4 separate regions of the Mus musculus genome follow, and all the other regions are linked to region 1. A link is a contact called in public Hi-C and promoter capture Hi-C data. All regions are on one chromosome and are shown on one strand. Each heading gives the region's core, a stretch centred on a gene start, on an enhancer-like site or on the middle of the called end of the contact. The rest is flanking DNA. Distances are from core to core; before and after follow the strand shown.

Region 1 (4,786 bases), core at 1,531-4,030:
GTACAAGGTGGGGCCCTGCTCTGAAAACTAAACACTAACGTGACCTTGTCATGTGATTACTTGAAACACCCCGTTCATGCCTCGGGAACTAAGCTAAAGCAAAATCTTCCTGCCTGCTTTTTTTTTTTTTTTTTTTTTTTGGTACTTTGTCCTCAGATTTCTGTCGAGGCAACAGGAAAGTGACAATCACAGAAGCTAGCACAGAGAGGCGGTTCCTGGAATCACCTGACCAAGTGCTCAGGGTTGGAAAAGGTTAGATAGAAAGATGTTGATAAGTTTGCAGAAAACAGGCTGGATAGAAGCTCAAGCTGTTTTAAGCAGAACTTGGAGAGTGAGCGATTCTGTGGGAGCCGGGAGCACGATACCTACAGGAACACAGACGGGAAAGATCGCAGGGAGCAGGGATTCAGGGAGCAGGGTTCTCGTGGGAATTAGATAAGAGGTCGTGCCTGCTAGGACTTGGGAACAAGACAAATGATTGTCTGCATTTCCTCTCTGTCCTGCGACTGTGAGGCCGAGTTTAAATGGCACAGACTAATCTGAGCGTGGTGGCACACACCTGTGACCCCAGCTCCTGGAAGGTTGAGACAAAAGGCTCCTAGGCTAATGGCAAGCCTGGACTAGTTAGCAAGACCCCGTCTTTGAAAAACTGGCTAAATGAACAACCAATCAGTCAACCAACCAACCAACCAACCAATCAATCAATCAATCAAATAAAAGGTTTATTGATCTGGCAAAGGAAAAATTTCAAGGCACTCTGGCATTCAGGCAGTGGAGTGGCTATTGTTTTACACAAGTTACACAAATTTACAGTGAGAATTTGGAAGAAAAACATAGAACATAAATATACAAAAAAGCTTATATTTTGCCTAGAAAAGGAGCATTTGAAAAATTGAGACTAAGGAGGGCACTGCTTGGAAAAAATTTAAAACCATTAAAAAGAAGGCAAGTACTGTTTCCCAGTGTAACAGAGACTATGGAAGCCTTGTCCATGTCTTGGGGATTGTTGGGACTTCACCCTTCTTGACTCCAAGAGGAGGAAAAATGTTAACATCCCAGGAATTGCTGGGGCTCTACCTGTCCCCAGTTTTAAGAATGGAAAGGTTTTCTCATGTCAAGAATGTCTGGAACTTGACTTGTCTCAGTCTCTAGCATGGAACAATAACTCTTAAGTACTCAGCACACAGGGCCACAAGGGAGATGTTTCCATGTGCTTAGCCATTGGGTCCTCAGACACTATGGCAACTGTGTTCTAAGAAGCCCGAGTTGATGGCAGACCTTGATGTTATCCATAGGATACTGGCTGTGCAGAAATCTAAAATACAAGAGCTCTGGGGCTGCCATGCCCTCTACCAAGATTTCAAAGCAAAGGCTGGACCAGCCCACGTGTAACAAGCCCAGGATTCCTACAGCCAGGCAGCTAAAGATGTCAGAACGTGGAATGTTTGCTAGAGGAAACTCTGGGTGGTCAACAGAGCCAGGCCACAATAATAGGCCGTGTAGACTTCAATCAGGAATGGCCAGCCTTGGGTACCTATTCCACAATATGTCCTGGATGCCAAAACATGGAACCACGAGATTTAGTGTATTTCCCTCTGGTCTTTAGTCTTGCTTTGGGTCATTCCTCCTTTAGGATTCTCCTCTTCTCCCCCTTTGGAAGGGAAAGGTCTACTTTGTACCATTGCTGTAGGAAGCATGTAGCTCCACTTTTAAATTTAACAGAGGCTCACAGGTAAGACTTGGCTTTGCCACACATGGTATTGCATGCCTATAGTCCTAGTACTTGAAAAGGTGAGGCAGGAAGATTGTAGCTCAAGGCTAGCCTAGGCTACATACCGAGACCCTGTCCCAAGTAACAAAAGCAAACAAAGGCTTGTCCTGCAAACTCCAGAGAAGCCTTGATTTTAAGCAGTGTTAGAACTGTAAAAATCATAAGGACTCAGAATTGGGGTTCGTTTGCTTCGTGAGCCTTGAGGGGGGTCAGAGGTGGAGGCCATGGTTTAAGATGCATTTGGATATCAAGTTGACCTACAGTGGACTGTGTTGGTCAGTCTTGATTATTCATTTAATTAGATTAGTGTAGAATACACATGGGTGTGTCAGCAAGGGATACACCAGAGAACATTAATGAGTCCGCTGAGATCAGCTCCTAGTTTGGGCAACACCACTCCACAGGGCTGAGAAACTGCTGAGTTGCTTTCTGCAGCAGCAGCATCGCTCGTGTGTACCAGGGATGCAGGAGAGCCACAACCTCCCCATCTCCCCAGCAGCACCTGTTTCCTTTCCTCTTTCCTTTATAGCCATCCTGACAATGACCATCGAATAATAGCTATCTTCAGCTTCTTAGACTTGACAGTATAATTCAAGGGGAAGATGGATACTCTCTGGACAGGAAGATAAAGCCTATGTCTTTGCTGAGCATAGCTTGGAAAGCCAGAGGGGATAATAAAGAGAGAGGTGAGAGAGAGAGAGAGGGGTGAGAGAGAAAGAGAGAGAGGTGAGAGAGGAGAGAGAAAGAGAGAGATAGAGAGAGAAGAAGGAGGAGGAGAGGAGAAAGAAAAGGAGAGGAGAGAAGAGAAGAGAGAAAAAAGAAAAGAAAAGAAAAGAAAGAAAACCTAAGATAAAAATCTTATAATATGTCATGAGATTTGGATCTAATACTTCTCCAGGTCCTGAGAAACAAAAGAAAGGTTTCCAGCCCTTGATAGACTACTATACACGCGTGAGCCAAGGGCAGCACGAAGATTTCAAATGCTCGCTTTGGAAGTCAGCGTTGGCACCATGCCAAAAATCCTGCCAGGCCAACTGCAGGAAGGCTGGTCACCACGAGGTAGGGCATATTTCTTGAGTCCTCACTCTGTCCCTCCTCCACAGGAGACTCCTCAGACCACTTATTTTCACAGCCCTTGAGCAAACACTCAGCACGACTGTTTTTCCTGATATGCACTTGGCTTCATTAGACACGGGAATTGTAAATATGCCCTTATTGTGGCTTAGGACGATTGCTTAGCAGGATCCCTTACTCAGAGGCTGGGTCGAGAGCTGCTTTCAGTTCTGAACAGTTCTCTGTTTCTAGGCCAGTAGAGCCATTAGTCAGCTTAACTCTCAAAAACTCAGGACTCTTGTCATCTGAATCCAGTGAGTCCCTTCTGCCAATAGCCACCTTCACAGTTGCTTTGGGACATACAGTATATACCGTTCGGTTCAATGATTTAAAGAGTACAGCTCAGTGGGCTTTGGTGTAAGTGTGGCATAATGCAACTGTTAATAGGTATAGATCTTCACCGTTCCAGAGAACTTACTTCACTTAAACACAGTGTTCTCAAGATTCCTCGTGTGGCTGTGCGGCTGTGTTTAATTTGTTTGCTGTTGCCCATCAGTCAAGAGGCATTTACATGTTAGCCTTTATGGATAATGTCACTATGCACACTTTAAAAGCTTTAGCTGCACATAGGGTTTCATTTGTCCTTAATTGTAATATAAAGTACGGATAAATACCACATGCCGTTTACCCGTGTGGAGAGCTGACGCCAAGGGCAAGATCTCAGACTCGTGTTTATCTTCTGTGTTTCCGAGGCCTTGTCCTGGGGCACTCTGCCCCCCACGGCTGTGTCTGGGAGAAAGGAGAAAGCAAACAGCTAATGGTGAACAGCTATGAAGGGAACACTGGTCTTTCTGGAAACCCCTTGTGGGAACTCCAGGAAAACAGCCCAGGCATTTCTGCTAGATGGCGTAAGCGCCGACGTGACGAGGTTTTACTGTGCGCTTGCTGCTTCTGTGCGTCTGCTACCTGCTGGTTATCTTTCCTTCTGCTTGTTACGTGTTTACATGATTTACTCGTTTAGGAATTAAAGTACAGCCATCATATCATTCTCCCCAGGGATTCACGGATTTCCCCAATCTCCCTTTGGTTTCGCCTTCCCACCCCACCCCACTCCCTTTTAGTAGCAATTACTTAGGGACTAATTTAAGTTCAAGAGCCACATCTTTCATTTTATTTGGTAGGTTAGTTGATTGGTTGGTTGGTTTTTTTTTTTTTTTTTTTTTTTTTTTTTTTTTTTGTGACAGGGTTTCTCTGTGTAGCTTTGGCTGTCCTGGAACTTACTCTGTAGACCAGGCTGGCCTCGAACTCACAGAGATCCGTCTGCCTCTGCCTCCCAAGTGCTGCGATCAAAAGTGTGCACCAGCTCCACCCAGCAGCATAACGCTTAGTAAGGAGAATTCTCACTTCCATCCATCATGTTTAAGGAACACACATTGCTTCAGATGCTTCACCAACGAGAGGGAAAGGACTGTGGCCCTATGGGAGATGCGGGTGGGCGGAGACAAAAGAATCCCCAGAAGCTCATTGGCCAGTTAGTCTGTCACACACAGAGGTGAACAAGAGACCTTGTCTCCAAAGTCAGAAAGTAAAGACTGGTACCTAAGGCCATCCTCTGATCTCTACATGTCTGCCGTGACACACATATACCCATACCTACACATAGGAACACACGCACGTGCGTGCACACGTGCACATACACCGGGGTGTGTCTTTTGATTATCTCATTTCTGGGTTTTTAAAACAAACAAACAAACAACAAAAACAACAACAACAAAGCCTCTAACTCCATCCACCTATTTTGGAGAAGTTGCCTATGCGCTCAGTTTGAGACACTAGGGTAAACTTGAGTGAAATTCGAGTATTTTCCACGTTTAATTTTCAAAAGCATTATTTCTTTTATAAAATCCATTACAAATCCCCAATATATCTGTTGGTATCTTCTGTAGAGATACTTGAACCTGC
Region 2 (4,786 bases), core at 1,213-3,712, 200 kb before region 1:
CAGAAATAGTTGTGAATGTGGAAGCAGCCCACAAACACTATTTAGTTTGTGGGGATGTTACCTCAGGCGCACAGCTAGACAAAGGCAGAGTTAGATCCGTGCCAGATGTGGCTGGACCTAGTTCTGCTGGACCATATTTTAATTCGGTTTTGTTTTTTGTGTTTTTTTGTTTGTTTGCTTGTTTTGTTTTGTTTTCATGGGCTGGTTTCCAAAAGGAAATTGTTTACTGCAAATAATAAAAAATAAATAGAGTTCTCTCTACAGTTTATAAGATGTGGGAGAATAGATTGCCCCAGCCTTTACAAAGCCCTTTCTGTTTTGAAGGGCAGATAGACCCCGATGACACACCTTTCACGTAGCCCGTGGAACCCCCACATTTGAGCAGAACAGAGTAGCAACAAGCCGTTGACTCTCCAGACGGCTTGAAAAGTCTTTACAGTGTGATGGGGGGCAGGGGGGGGGCGGGACTAGTGTGTGCTGATTGAGAACTGGGAGAAGATTTGAAAATGTATTTCTGCAAGCAAAATATGCAGCTGTATGCTGAATATGTGTGTGCCTCTGGAGACGGCTGTAATAGCACACAACTGTGTACACGTACTCACCATGGCTGTGACATACCGGTTACAATGGCTCTAGTGGTAAGCTTTATTTTCCCACAACTGTGTCACTATCAACAACAACAACAACAGCAAGAGAAAACTGTAGGAAAGTTTCAAATCAGCACTACGAGGCCTGAACTTGTAAATTTGACACACTCGGGAAGGAACCTCAGTTGAAGAGCTGCCTCCATCCCCTTGGCCTGTCGGCATGTTTGTGGGGGCATTTTCTTGATGGCAAATTATGGAAGAGAGCCTAGCCCACTGTGGGCAACACCATCCCTAGACAGATGAGACTGGGCTGTATAGGAAAAGAATCTAAGCATGAACCTGGGTGGAAGGCAGTAAGCAGCATCCCTCCATAGTCTCTCTCTGCAAAGGTTCCTGCTTGAATTTACCCAGTGACGGAATGTGCAGTGGAAGTGTGAGACGATCAAACCCTTTCCTCGCCCAAGTCGCGTCTGGTCATGGTGTTTATCACAGCCACAGAAAGCAAATGAGGGCAAGCACATGCAAGCTCATTCACCGTGTTCTATCTGTTCTTGCTATGAGCCTGTCCGTACTTCCAGAGACACCAACAGGCCAGACAGGAAGGCTGGCTGGCCTGGTCTTCTAGTCTCAGTGCCAACACCCAGATCAGTACCATCTCTGCTTGATATCACGTGGACACTTCAAACACCAGTTGCACAACTGAATGATTGTCCTACCGTGTCTGCTTTTCCTCTCCTATGCAGACATGGCCACCACAGTCCCAAAGACGGCATGGCTTCTCTTAGTTACACAGTCCCAAAGACGGCATGGCTTCTCCTCTGTTCGGCAATGACATGAGTATTATATCACGTTCCTGGTCAAAATACTGATATGGGAGCCAGGGAGATAGCTCAGCAGGTAAAGGCACTTGCTAAGAGGCGTGACGACACAATTTCTATTTCTAAGACCCATATAGTAGAAGACTGGCCTTCACAAGTGGCCTTCACATGCGTAAATTCATATGCAGTAAACAAGTATTAACAAAAAGCAACAAAATACAATATTGAATTGGGAAAGCCAATATTTTAATGCAGCTATAGTCCAAATTGTAGTAGGATTTTTTAGGTAATTTAATGATCTGTTTCTAATATTTTTGAAATATTAATAGCACAAAGTGGATATTTTTTGCTATTAATATTAATACTTTGGTCTTGCTTCACTCACAGTTTATTTATTTCGATCCAAATCAGCATAGAGTACCTGACGTGGACCCAGAGATTGACAGATTGAAATAAGGAATGCAGCCAGGTAGATAAACAAACCATTTATGTCAGTCTTTGCCTTGTCTCCTCTCCAGTCATCGCCTGCTCGTCCCCCTCAAACATAGATGAGGTATTTCTTGGGCACTTGAAACTCTTCAAGAGTAAATAGAGAAGCCGAGCGTCATGGCATGCACCTGTAATTCCGGCATCTCAGAGGCTGACTCAGGAGGACTGTGAGTTATAGGCTAGCTTGGCCTATACAGTAAGATAATATCTAAAGAAAAAAAGAACAGAATTTTTGTCTTTGGGGGTCATTCAATGTTGTTTTTTCATGTGTAAGCTCCCAAGTGGCCTAAACTGTAAAATGTTCACCAAATACCTTTTGCTTTTATTTCATCTATGTTTTGCTATAAGTTATTTTTAATTTAATAAACCTCCATGTCAGAACATATAGTTGTCAGCAAACCAAAAGGAGCTGTGAAGAGGCTGTGACTGGGCTTGTCTGCCTTGCTCCTTAGGGCTATTTAGATTCAGGGACAAGGTCAGCTTCCTTCCACAAAGCCCAGTTCAGGCAGCAGCCAGTGTTTCTTGAATAAATGATCTTTAAGCTGTTCAACAACTGCACCCACAGAGAGAAGGTTCCAGAAGGGCAGGCACCAGAGGCGTGCCACAGGCTTCCCTTTGCCCTGCTTTCTACACCGGTTTTCACCAGTGATTCAGTGAATTTGCTTACGTCACCCTCGAGATTTTGTGAATGGTGACAGTCTGGAAGAAATAAATAATGAGCTTGCAGGCACACAAGGATGAATGAATGCTCTCAGAGCCTGATGCCAGAAGAGGAAAGGGAAGAGGAGGAGGAAACAGACTTTATGAAGGTGAATTTTCGTACAGATTAACATGAAAAGCAGAAATCCAGGCTGGAGAGATGGCTCAGCGGTTAAGAGCACTGACTGCTCTTCTGAAGATCTGGAGTTCAAATCCCAGCGACCACATGGTGGCTCACAACCATCCGTAATGAGATCCGACACCCTCTTCTGGTGCATCTGGAGACAGCTATGATGTACTTATGTGTAATAATAAATCAATCTTTGGGCTGGAGCGATCAGGGACTGAGCGAGCGGGTTCGACCAGAGAGAGCAGAGGTCCTAAAAACTCAACTCCCAACAACCACATGGAGGTGGCCCACAATCATCTGTACATCTATAGTGTACTCATATACATAAAATAAAATAAATAAATCTTTAAAAAAAAAGAAAAGCATGAATCCACCCCATTCCCCCACCCCCACCCCTATCTCACACACAGCTCTGCTGGGTAAAGGTGGACAAGCATAGGACAGAGGCAGACTTCTGAGAACAAAGTTTAGAAACCCAACAGCAGGATGTCCATGTCTACAAAGTTACACCATTACAAATTTAGTAACAATTGCTTGGATTAAGACTGCTTAATATGTGACTCCCATTCTGGATTTCCATGAAACCTGTTGGGCTGTGTCATCTTCTCCTTGAGGGGAATATATATCGTGTGCCATCGAACAGTGAGCTCTATGAATCATGAGAAAATGAAATCTTGCCTAAGCTTCACAGAAGCATGTAAGGACTCGACCGGGGGTAGAACCGGCCTGGAACTTGGCAGTCAGTCTTCCCCATGACTAGGAGACTGGCATAGTTGTGGCTAAATGCCGATCAGTAGTCAAGCGCTTCTCCTGTTTGTATACTCCAAGTGTCTTCTAGAAGATTCTCGAATGCTAAGACATACCATACAGGGATTGTTCCAACAAATAACTTCTCCTTGAGCACTTCCCTCAACACCACTGTCAGTTCCCTGCATGTAGGTCAGAAACAGCACAGGAGGCTTCCCGGTGACAAGGACCCGGACAGTCTGCCTCCCTTTGTCTTTCTGCCTTCAGTTTTTCTCTTCCTTTATGTGCGTTATTCCTCTCTATCAATGCCAGGGCATCCACTGAAGCAATGTAAACAAATTAAACCTCAGACTCATTAGAAAACAAGTTGGAGCAGTCGGCCAATGGTATGGACTTTACAATATACCGTGGCTATTATTCATAAGCGATGACAAGCCCAAAAATGTGGCCTCTTTAAACACGTAGGTACCAGTCTACAAGCCTCACACTGCCATACTGCTTCCTGAAGAGATTTCCACACACACGCCCCCCTCTGCTGCATGGCAGATGCTAGAGAGGCAGCCTACAATTATGCCTCAGTAAATTAAATTCATGCGCATGAAATGGTTTCGAAACCATCGCCAGATTCCAGAGATCTGTTTGCTATACTTGACACAAAGTTGACCAGCTTCAACTTGACTTTAAAAAAAAAAATCCAAGTGCAGGCTCACTGACTGGTGTGTTTATATCACAAAATGCCAGCAGCCTCGTGTGCCACAAATAATTAACGTTTGGACAGAAAGCGCAGTGCTAGAGAATAAAAATTTCCACTCCTACTTTCTCCCTTAATAAGGAAGCACATTTTCAAGCTTCTTAAATACAACAGAGTGTCAGCTGGCCTCGACTTTCTCCTTGGTTCAACCATCCTTCCATGGCTTTCCTGAGAACCCAAGCCTCCAACAAGCCGCTGGCCATTCGGAGTAGACGAGACAGGGAGAGCTGTCGAGAGAGGAGGTGGTACATTCCACAAACAACCTCAGCTCTGTAAGAGTTTCTCTACTCGCTCATCTTAGGCCGACCCTGTCCCACCCAGAGGATGAAACCATTCCCATAATTTTTGATCCAAAACCAAAAGGAAGTCCACAGAGAATGAGTACTTACGGCCGACTTCCCCAAAGGCGCAGGGCTTGTGCCCATCAGAAACACCTCTGTTAAATGTTAAGCTTGCTTGATCTTCAGATTCCTTCGGCCACTCGACACCCAGGCGTCTCAGGAGCCTTCACATTGATGTTCTCCTAGCTCTTCATCTCCTCCCCACACTTGTGACTTCCCTTCTT
Region 3 (4,786 bases), core at 1,682-4,181, 180 kb before region 1:
CAGTCAGTCAACCAACAGTGGTACACACACGCATGGGATGGTCCACTCCACGTACAGTCCACTTGTCTTGATGGGCCATGCCCATTCATTCTTGACATCCTCCTGCCTTGCATTCTACCTACCACCCCTCCACACACACAAGCATATGTCAATGAACACAATAACAAAGACAGTAATCTATCCACTCAATGCTAGCACACCTTCAAAGATGCTCAGATCTCGGTGGAAGATCCGTCATTAACCTAGATCTTCCATGTGGGGCAACAAACAGATAGATGTCAGGTCAGAGATCAGAACTCAGGCTCAGGATCTGGCTTCTCTACCTTCCTCTGGCTGGTCTAAATTATAACAAAGGATAAAGAATAAACTTATGAATTAGCTGGGCAGTGGTGGTGCACGCCTTTAATCCCAGCACTCGGGAGGCAGAGGCAGGCAGATTTCTAAGTTCGGGGCCAGCCTGGTCTACAAAGTGAGTTCCAGGACAGCCAGGGCTATACAGAGAAGCCCTGTCTCAAAAAAACAAAAAACAAGAAAAAAAAAAACCCAAAAACAAACAAACAAACAAAACCCTTATGAATTAAGTTTCTATCTGCCTAAAACTTACTAAGTCATCTGAACTGATTTTCCAACAATATTCCATAATGGTTAACCCCATGTAGTCTGTACTTCTTTTCCCTTCTCCCTGATAACAGAAATTTCATCCGTTCCTTGTCCTGTGCACAAGACCAGACCCAAGACAGGGACTCTTTGTGGACAAATGACTAGTGACGGTTTGCACGCGCCTCTTCTTTGGAATAAGAGGTTACATTTTGTAAAGGAAAGGATGAATTTTTGATGTAGCTCCTTGGGCTTCAAAATATATAATATATATAAGAAAGCTAAATCCAGAGGGAAAGTCACTTAGGGCCTCAAAAATCCTGCCAAGGCTCCATACCCACTCACAGGTGATGACTGGGAGAGGCTATGTTTACAGATTGGCATAAACATACAGAGGAAAGGCATGTGCAAAGCACTCTGCAGACTGCCACAGACGTAACACAGGCTTGAAAATTCCCCAATCCTAATCCATGCTGTGCGCTCTTTTAAAAAATTGTTTGTCCCTCTCCTGTTCAACAGTGAATTTCTTTGAGTGAGACACTGTGTGTCTGCTTCCTAATATTATCTAGTTGCTCAGAGTAGGCACATGCCTTAGACATTGTTTCTCCTTTTTCTCTAGAGTGGATGTGATCTTCAGTCTGATGACCTTGTCCAATGGACACAGCCGTGGTCAATCTTCCCTCCCTGTCTCTGCTGTAATCACTCAGGCCCATATCGTGTTTTCCCTTAAAATAGCATTAAAGCCTTTTAACTCTGCTCTTATCTCCTCCTTCGATCCCTACCATCCAGCAGGTTCCCCATTGATGTGGATTTTCTAAAACAGAAATATGCCCCTGTGCTGCCCTAAATAGTTTCAATAGTTTCTTCAGGGGCTGAACCATTACTTTCTGAACCTTATCCAGCTCCTTTAGCACAGTGTTCAGGGCTTAGCACCACAGTCTCACCAGTCCCTCCCAGCTTTCATTCACTTTCTCCTTCCAGAACAATCCACCTTGAAAGCTGCCCTCCTGCGTGTGTATCATTGCCCATAGTACTCCCACATATCCCATAGTGCTCCCACTTTGTCTATAGTACTCCCATACTTCCCATAGTGCTCTCACAAGTCCCATAGTGCTTCCACATTGCTCATAGTGCTCTCACATTGCTCATAGTGCTCCCATACTGCCCATAGTGCACCCACGTTGTTCATAGTGCTTATACACACACACACACACACACACACACACACACACACACACACACACACACACACACATGCTTCTAATCCAAATGAAGACCCATGTGTCCTGGGTGAACTTGACAGGCCATGTGAGAAACCACTCCCATCTTCACCATTTATTGGGGAGTCTAACCATGGCTCGTTCTTTGGTCTCTTCAGCCATCACACTGCTGATTCTGTAGACTATCTTGGCTCTACTCTGTTAAAATAAGGTGAGCCACTCACAGGTATGAGCTGGAGGAAGTTTCCCATTTGTAATAATCTTGAAACTGTGAACGCATGTTAACAGTAGCGGCCCAATATTAAGTAGTAGACAACAGAAGTCACATTTTATGGGTTTTAAAAGTACATCATTCAAGCCAGATAAGGTGGGTCAACTCTGTGATTCCAGAACTCAAATGGTTGAGACAGAGGGATTGCCAAAAGTTCTAAGCCAGCCTGTGCTATGTACTGAGTTCTTACCAGCCTGGGCTAAGACTGAAGCCATGTTTCAAAAATAAATAAAAAATCAAAGTACAACCGCAGAAGTTCATCATTCATGTGCTGGGAGAAAGTCAGACAGAGAAGGATAGAACTATCCTTGGGCCACATGCCTAAGAGGCAGAGTCAGAAATCTAAGCTGTCGGGAGCCAGCACTCCTCACCTGCCATTCCAATGGGTAACTGCTATCTAGAAGCCTTAGATGCTGGGAAATATTTGGAGTAACATACCAGCTTGTTTCAAAGGCCTTTCTATGCTACACCAGCAGCAACCCCAATAGAGGGACGAGGTAGGTAAGTATGTTGGTAGATTCCAGTTAAACCAAACAGCATTCAAGGCAGGATAAAGTGATGCCTAACACTGAGGTAAATGAGGTAGGAGAGGGAGGTGTAGCTGGCGACGAGGACCCCTTCTGTGACAAGGGGATATTTGAGACCATTTGCTCCTTACCAGGGTCTTAGTGCTTAGCTCCCAGGATCACTCTGCTGCTCCCATTAGAATTTCCATTCTATTAATAATGTTGACCTAAGTCCCAGCACCTGTTAGGACGTTATCTCACAGTCAAAGTAAAAGAGTCTGGCTTACCCCTCCCACCGGCTTCATTTCTGCAACATTGTTGCCTTTAAATGTTTGTTTTTCCTTGTCTGCCTGTTACCCTTGACCTGGTTGGATTGCTAGAGGGGATCTGCCCCAGCACTCCCTGTTCAGAGTCTCAGCCACAGAAATGGCGAAGGTGAGAGCAAAAACAGAAAAAAATAGCTCCTGGATTTAACAGCACCCTCCCTTCCTTCCTTCTTTTGAGGACAAAGGAATCTTTAGTCAAAATGTGTCTTTAGGGCTTGGTTGTCAAACATATTTGTAAAACTACAACTAAATGTATGTATCAAGTCCAGGTTTTTAGTGAAATTGAACCTTCTCATTTGCCCTGTTGGAGAATTCCTTTAGAAATGCCTTCCTTAAATCCCAGTTAGAGTGGGTTTAACACAAGTTCACGCTGTTGGGGCTGGAGAGATAGTTCAGTGGTTAAGAGAACTGGCTGTTCTTCCAAAGAACTTGGGTTCAAGTCTCAGCACCCACATGGCAGCTCACAGCTGTCAGTAACTCCAGGGGATCCGACATCCTCACACAGACATACATGCAAGCAAAACACCAATGTGCATAAAGTAAAATCAAGTTCACATTGTTATTAGCCTTATGTTGGTGAGATGTTCAAATGGGCTAATAATAACCTGAAAGCTTTTGGCCTGAATGTAGAAAAATAACATGTGTACACAAAGAAACCAAAAACTGCTCCGTGTCTGACTTCCCTTGTCTTAATAGGTTTTCCTGGCTTTCTGAGGCTTTGAATTATATCATAAGACCTAAATGTACGCCTGTAATCCCATCACACTAGAGGCAGAAACATGAGGATTATGAGTTTAAGGCCATCCTTGCCTACACAGCAAGTTCAAGGCCAGCCTTGTAACCACACAAGACCCAGTCTTAAAAAAAAAAAAAAAGAGCCAACTGAACATCTTAGACCTGTGCTCAGTGTAGACACAGCATTTACGCAGCCCCGTCCCACTCCACAGCGAAGGGAGCAGTGTGTGCTTACATGTGGTACAGTCACAGTGGTGATCTGCTCTCCTTACCCATGAGTCTCTGCACGCCTCCCTCCAGCGCAGCAGCTTCAGGATGTCTAGAGTCATCTGTCAATCACCAAAGTCTAGTCAGGCCCTTTTCTGGGTCAGAACTGCCCCCATGAGTGAGGGTGAGGGTCTATCAGTGACACCATTGAGCATTACCCCCTATGACCCCTCACACCCTACCCACAAGCTCCTCCTTAGGACTGTGCCCTTTGCCCAGGCTACCCCCTTCCGTGACTACTTCTCCCACTGTCCTCTAGGCAAATATCTCTATTTGCTCTTTAATTACAACTCGAACATCCACCATCTTGGCTCTGTTACCCCTCCACAGCACCCCCTTCACCTGGAATTGCACCACTCTCTGCCTGCTGTAACTGTGGCATTTTTACACAACACTGAGCTATCCGTTGGCATAGCCTCAGCACCCCATACTCTGGAGTCCTAGAGACCATGACTGTTTCTGTTTCATATGTGGTGGTTTGAATGAGAATGACTCATAGATTCAAATGCTTGGTCCCAGGTAGTGGCACTATTTGAAAGGATTAGGAGGTGTGGCCTTGTTGGAGGAAGTGTGTCATTGGAGGTGGGCTTTGAAGTTTCAGAAGTCCGTGCCAAACCCAAAGTCTCTCTGCTTGTGGATCAGAATGTAGCTCTCAGCGACTTCTCCAGCATCATGTTTGCCTGTGTGCTGTCATGTTCCCCACCATGACATCAATGGACTAAAGCTCTGAAACTGTAAGCTCTAATCAAATGTTTTCTTTTATAAGAGTTGCTATGGTTATGGTGTCTCTTCACAGCAACAGAACACTAAGACACTGTCCTTTAACTAAGTATGTCACACACAGTAAGTTCTCACTAAACACCT
Region 4 (4,786 bases), core at 1,526-4,025, 150 kb after region 1:
GATCAAAGATCATCCAGTGGAAAGAGATTAGAACAGAGCACTGTGGGTAACTCGTCGCCCAATACAACTCGGGCTTCCACCCTGGCCCATAAAATAGCAGCTTTGCATATTGCAGACGCCAGGAACCTTTTCTGGAATCTTTTCGGGAAGAAAGGGGATGAGCCGTTTCTCCTCTTCCTCCTCCTCCTCTTCTCCCTCCTCCTCTCCCTCCTCCTCCTCCTCACCACCACCACCACCATCATCATCTGTCAAGGGACTGCTGCTCAGTTGCGACGCCAAAGTAGGAAGGAAACATGCAGGGAACAGCCTCTGCTTCTGGGTCTGTTTCAAAACCCCTGTCACTCAGAACGGCTTGGCGGTGAGTGTGTCAGGACAAACACGTTCTCTACTCCAACATGCAAGAAAAGACATGTGTGAAAGAGACCCAGAACCTGTCATGGTCCAGTGCAGCCAGTGATCACATGAGCTTATTCCTCTCAGCAGCAAGGAATGAGGGAACCCATTTAGCCCGGTTCCATGTTGCAACTTCTGATTGAGTTTATTAGTAATTAAGTTGAGATATTGATTTTCTATCTTCCAGTTCAGGGGTGGGGGTGGGGTGGGGGGAAGGAACATTATTTATTGCTCCTTACAGGAATCCGGTCTGTTCCGGTTTGATGTGTTGGTTCTTTACCAGATCCTCTCGTGTGGCAGGCACGTGATCTCTGCGTACAGGAAGCAGAAAGTGTCATAGATCTCCCCATCAATATTGGCAGATTGGCAAACGCCCCGCAGCCAGCTTTCTGAGAAGAGAGCACGCTCTCATCTATAGCATTTGCTTACTTCTGCCCTGGGAATGTGTCTTCCTCGGCTGGTTGCCAACCGTCCTCGGGGAAGACCCACAGTTCAGGGCGAACAAGGAGCACGTAGCTATTTCTCACAGGGTACACCTCGCTGCTAACAATGGTTCCTGAAAAATAAGTCTAAATATCAACGTGTGCTTTTGTCTGTTTTGTTCTGTTGTAAAGAGTTAACAGAGGCTGAGAATCCATTAAAAAAATATACATTTATTTTTTTCTTCATTGTGAAGACAGGGGAGACCAAGACTGGAGCCGGCAGTATCAGGTAAGAACTTTCTCATGGCCTCTCCCCATGGCGGAAGGCAGACGGGGTAAGAGAAGACAAAACCACAAACAAGAAAACATACCGCTCACCCTTTTATAGCGACAATTGTCCTTTATTAGGGTAGAGGAGCCTGGGTCATAGCTCAGTGGCCCCAGGGTTTGACCTCTAGTACTATATAAACAAATAACAAAAAGCCCTTTTTACTATTAATAGGGAGACACCCTGTAAAATTTTAATAAAATCCAAGTCTTCTTAATATTAATTAGGTGGACACCACGCAAAAAATAATAATAAAATCCATTTTTCCTTTCCTAGCTCCTGGAAAGAAGACTCCACGACTAATTAGTTATTATTAAATTCCTAGGCCGTAAGTTTTGACTCATTCTCTGAGTAGCTTGTGACTTAGTTAACCATTTAAACTATTCTATGTCTACCAGTTGGTTAGTTACCTCTCTTTCAGTCCCAGCCCCCTTCTTTCTTCACGTGTCTCCCTGAGTTCATCTAATCTGCTGGTTTAGACCCCTCTCTGTGGTCTGTCTCCATGGTCTCTTGACTCTCTCTTTTATACACTCACTATTTCCCAGAATCCTCTCTCTTCCTGCCAGTGCCCCACCTCCTATTTGTTTGTTTGTTTGTTTGTTTGTTTGTTGGTCTTTTTGTGTTTTTCTTTTTTTTTTTTTTATTGACAGGTGATGCTTACAAGAGATCCTTTCTCTACAACACTCAGTGAAACAAACACTTCCTGTTTGGCTCGTTTCTCACCTCTGCTGCACTGGGGAAGTTTCGAACACTTGAATTTTGGTGACTACATTCCAATTCTGCAACACGCATTAAGAGGCTACCGTGTTATCTCTATTGAAATTATCGAGTGCATTCAGCACCAACTCGGCCGTCTGCTGAAGTCTCACCCGTACCACCTTGCAGTTCAAACCGTGCCTTCCTTTCCTACGAGCTTTCTTCTCACTGTCTCAGGTTCTTAAAACTGCAGACCTTCGGGCTGATACAGCAGCAAAACTGCCCAAGGACTGTGCCCAGCAGCCAGACAGATAATGCTAACAACACCAATTAAAATCAGAGATGCAGCAGGGCGGTGGTGGGGTGCACCATTAATCCCAGCACTCGGGATGCAGAGGCAGGTGGATCTCTTGAGTTTGAGACCAGCCTGGTCTACAGAGTGAGTTCCAGGACAGCCTGGGCTACACGGAGAAACCCTGTGTTGAAAAACCAAACCAACCAAACGAACAACAAGCAGAACATAGAAAGACAGCTACTGCTCTGCTCTAAGTCAGAGAGGGGGTGGAGGGTAGCGTGCCGGGAAGAGCGGCCTTGCAAGTAAGGCAGAGCTGGGCATGAGTCCCCACCCTGATGTTTGCCATCTGTGCTACCCTGCAGATGAGAAGGCCGCAGCAGGCCTGTCACCCAACACCCACCTCTTGCTGAGGAAAGTCTGGGAAGAAAGAAGGGGAAAGAGCCTACTCAAACCTCCTTGAAAGCCGGGGATGGCAGATCTCCAGGCAAACATGCTAACAAAGGCATAGAGGAGAGAGGTCCTTATCTAAGGAATGCTTCCAGCAAGGGCAACTTGATTGACAGGCTATTGAAAGCTGGGCTGTGTTGGAATGTCTCCCTAAACAATGTCTTGTACCCATGTGACTAAGCGAGCATACGTGGGATGAGTCGCGGAAGAAAAAGCAGCTTTAGGGCCAGAACTAATCAGAACACTGCAAGAAGTCAGCTGGGGATCTATACTGGTCCCTCTGTGCCAGTCAGGTTGAGGTAATGACAACAGCCTCCTCCTCCCCCTCCTCCTCCACTCCCTCCTCTTCCTCCTCCTCCCCCTCCTCCTCCACTCCCTCCTCTTCCATCTCCCCCTCCTCTTCCCCCCAATAATAATAATAATAATAATAATAATAATAAATCTACCTTTTTAACCAGAAGAACAAGCAGAGGAGGCAGGAGAATCACCCAACATGTAGCAGCATAGTAAATGCTAAATGCAACATGTAGCAGCATAGTAAATGCTAAATGCAACATGTAGCAGCATAGTAAATGCTAAATGCAACATGTAGCAGCACAGTAAATGCTAAATGCAACATGTAGCAGCATAGTAAATGCTAAATGCAACATGTAGCAGCAGTAAATGCTAAATGCAGCTTCTACTTCTGCCGTCACTGATGGGACCACTGCATGATGCGCAGAGCCTCCAGGGCTCACTGACGTCATTTACCTCCAGAGAGATCAATGACACAAGTGGGTGCTGCTTTGTATCACCCACTCTTCTGTATCACTTTGTAGCCCCAGCAGGCCTTGAACTCACAGAGCTTGCCTGTCTCTGCCTCGGGCATACTTCAATCAAAGGCGTGTGCCAGCACACTTGGTATAAGTGGTATATATCAACTCTTTTGCGACACCCGACCTCCTGAAGTTATAAATATACTCATCAGAGTGTCAGTGATAGTTATTTTTCCTTCCCTAAAGAAAAGAGTCCTAAAACATACCAAATTTAAAATTCCTTTTAAAATAACCCCTACAGTCTTCATAGTTCAAACTTAAACGGACCCTATTTTTCACCAGATGTGGTCAGAACCCGTACTCCCAGCACGTGGGAGGCTAGAACGGGAAGACTAGCCTAAGCAGAGACCCCCGCCTCAAGAAAGGAAAGCCTTTTTTCCCCCCTAAGCATTTGTTCAACAGGCATTGATGGTGTCCTACATGCAAGGCCGTGAGCATACACATGTGAACTAAATAACACAGCTCTGCCCTTTCCCTTGGGGCTTACAGGCTAGCGGAGAAACAGCCTTTAGACAAGTAGCGCCCAAACAAACGTGCCAATACGATGCCCATGTTGTGCTGAGGTGAGAAACCAGAATGTAAGGGAGCGGACATGTTGGGAGCTCAGAGAGAGAGCGGCCCTTACTCTGGGATACTCAGGGCAGGTGGTGTGGCAGGGATGAGGATAAGGGACCCTCGGGGCAGGTGGTGAGGGCAGGGGTGAGGATAAGGGACACCTGGGGCAGGTGGTGTGGCAGGGGCGAGGAGAGGAAGAACGTTTTTTTAAAAAATCATTTATTTATTTATTTATTTATTTATTTATTTATTTATTTATTTACACTCCAGATTTTATTCCCCTCCCAGTCCACCCTCTGACTGTTCCACATCCCATACCTCCTCCCTGGCCCCCTGTCTCCACGTGGATGTCCCTACTCCCCTTCCTCCACCCCACAAGACCTCTAAACTCCCTGGGGCCTCCAGGCTCTTGAGGGTTAGGTGCATCGTGTCTGAACCCAGACCCGACAGTTGTCTGCTGTATGGGTGTTGGTCACATCAGCTGATAGGAGAAGAAGAGCTTCGAGAGAAATGGAACAGTAGTGATCTTTTAAGGGTCCCCAGTTAATCCAGTGAGTCTGGGTGGCGTCGACCATGGGGATCAGGTCTGGGGATGTTGGCCATGAGGTCGTCTCTTTCTCCCGCCCCTTTGTGCCTTGTTCTCGTCCTGTCTTCCACCTGCCTTTCTCAGGGTTTCTTTGAGCGCTCTTCTGTTTGCCTCTCTGTTCCTTCTGTGGACAACATAACCTGTCCATGGCCTAACATCCCGTCTGTATGCTGGACACTTTTACAACCTCACAAGCTGCAGAGCAGAATGTCCACCCAGTATGTAAGCTTCTGCTTCCGTGAAGACACA

What was found. Promoter capture Hi-C pulls out the DNA fragments that hold promoters and counts their contacts. Hi-C and Micro-C count contacts between places; a contact is called where the count stands out from the background.
Region 2: a promoter capture Hi-C map of liver shows a contact between it and region 1. The contact joins two enhancer-like sites. A contact is called at or near these places in 1 of 39 promoter capture datasets (liver), 3 of 484 Hi-C or Micro-C datasets (double positive thymocytes, embryonic stem cells and nephron progenitors) and 1 of 115 datasets of contacts at active chromatin or transcription factors (vascular smooth muscle cells).
Region 3: a contact with region 1 is called in a Hi-C map of liver, with 2.3 times the contacts expected there. The contact joins two enhancer-like sites. A contact is called at or near these places in 4 of 39 promoter capture datasets (3T3-L1-derived adipocytes, the HPC-7 cell line, liver and 1 more), 8 of 484 Hi-C or Micro-C datasets (embryonic stem cells, granulocyte-monocyte progenitors, liver and 2 more) and 1 of 115 datasets of contacts at active chromatin or transcription factors (extraembryonic endoderm stem cells).
Region 4: a contact with region 1 is called in a promoter capture Hi-C map of the C10 cell line. The contact joins two enhancer-like sites. A contact is called at or near these places in 9 of 39 promoter capture datasets (the C10 cell line, the HPC-7 cell line, cranial neural crest and 6 more), 2 of 15 datasets of contacts at CTCF or cohesin (both in embryonic stem cells), 33 of 484 Hi-C or Micro-C datasets (CD4 T cells, the G1E-ER4 cell line, the HL-1 cell line and 13 more), 15 of 115 datasets of contacts at active chromatin or transcription factors (the 230-238 cell line, the SCID.adh cell line, T-cell acute lymphoblastic leukemia and 11 more) and 1 of 9 other capture datasets (embryonic stem cells).

Annotation. Positions count from the first base shown.
Region 1 is chr15:96,674,780-96,679,565 of GRCm38.p6, reverse strand. No RefSeq gene overlaps it. Among named protein-coding and RNA genes, the nearest start is that of Gm22045, 5.4 kb to the right of the region's middle. Within about 2 kb of position 2,780, at least 14 of the 459 cell types and tissues checked have an H3K27ac peak or open chromatin away from gene starts, as enhancers often do. A contact at or near this core is called in liver, where this site is marked.
Region 2 is chr15:96,876,722-96,881,507 of GRCm38.p6, reverse strand. No RefSeq gene overlaps it. Among named protein-coding and RNA genes, the nearest start is that of Gm32677, 41 kb to the right of the region's middle. Within about 2 kb of position 2,462, at least 20 of the 459 cell types and tissues checked have an H3K27ac peak or open chromatin away from gene starts, as enhancers often do. A contact at or near this core is called in liver, where this site is marked.
Region 3 is chr15:96,856,081-96,860,866 of GRCm38.p6, reverse strand. No RefSeq gene overlaps it. Among named protein-coding and RNA genes, the nearest start is that of Gm32677, 20 kb to the right of the region's middle. Within about 2 kb of position 2,931, at least 10 of the 459 cell types and tissues checked have an H3K27ac peak or open chromatin away from gene starts, as enhancers often do. A contact at or near this core is called in liver, where this site is marked.
Region 4 is chr15:96,522,315-96,527,100 of GRCm38.p6, reverse strand. No RefSeq gene overlaps it. Among named protein-coding and RNA genes, the nearest start is that of Gm32406, 17 kb to the right of the region's middle. Within about 2 kb of position 2,775, at least 65 of the 459 cell types and tissues checked have an H3K27ac peak or open chromatin away from gene starts, as enhancers often do.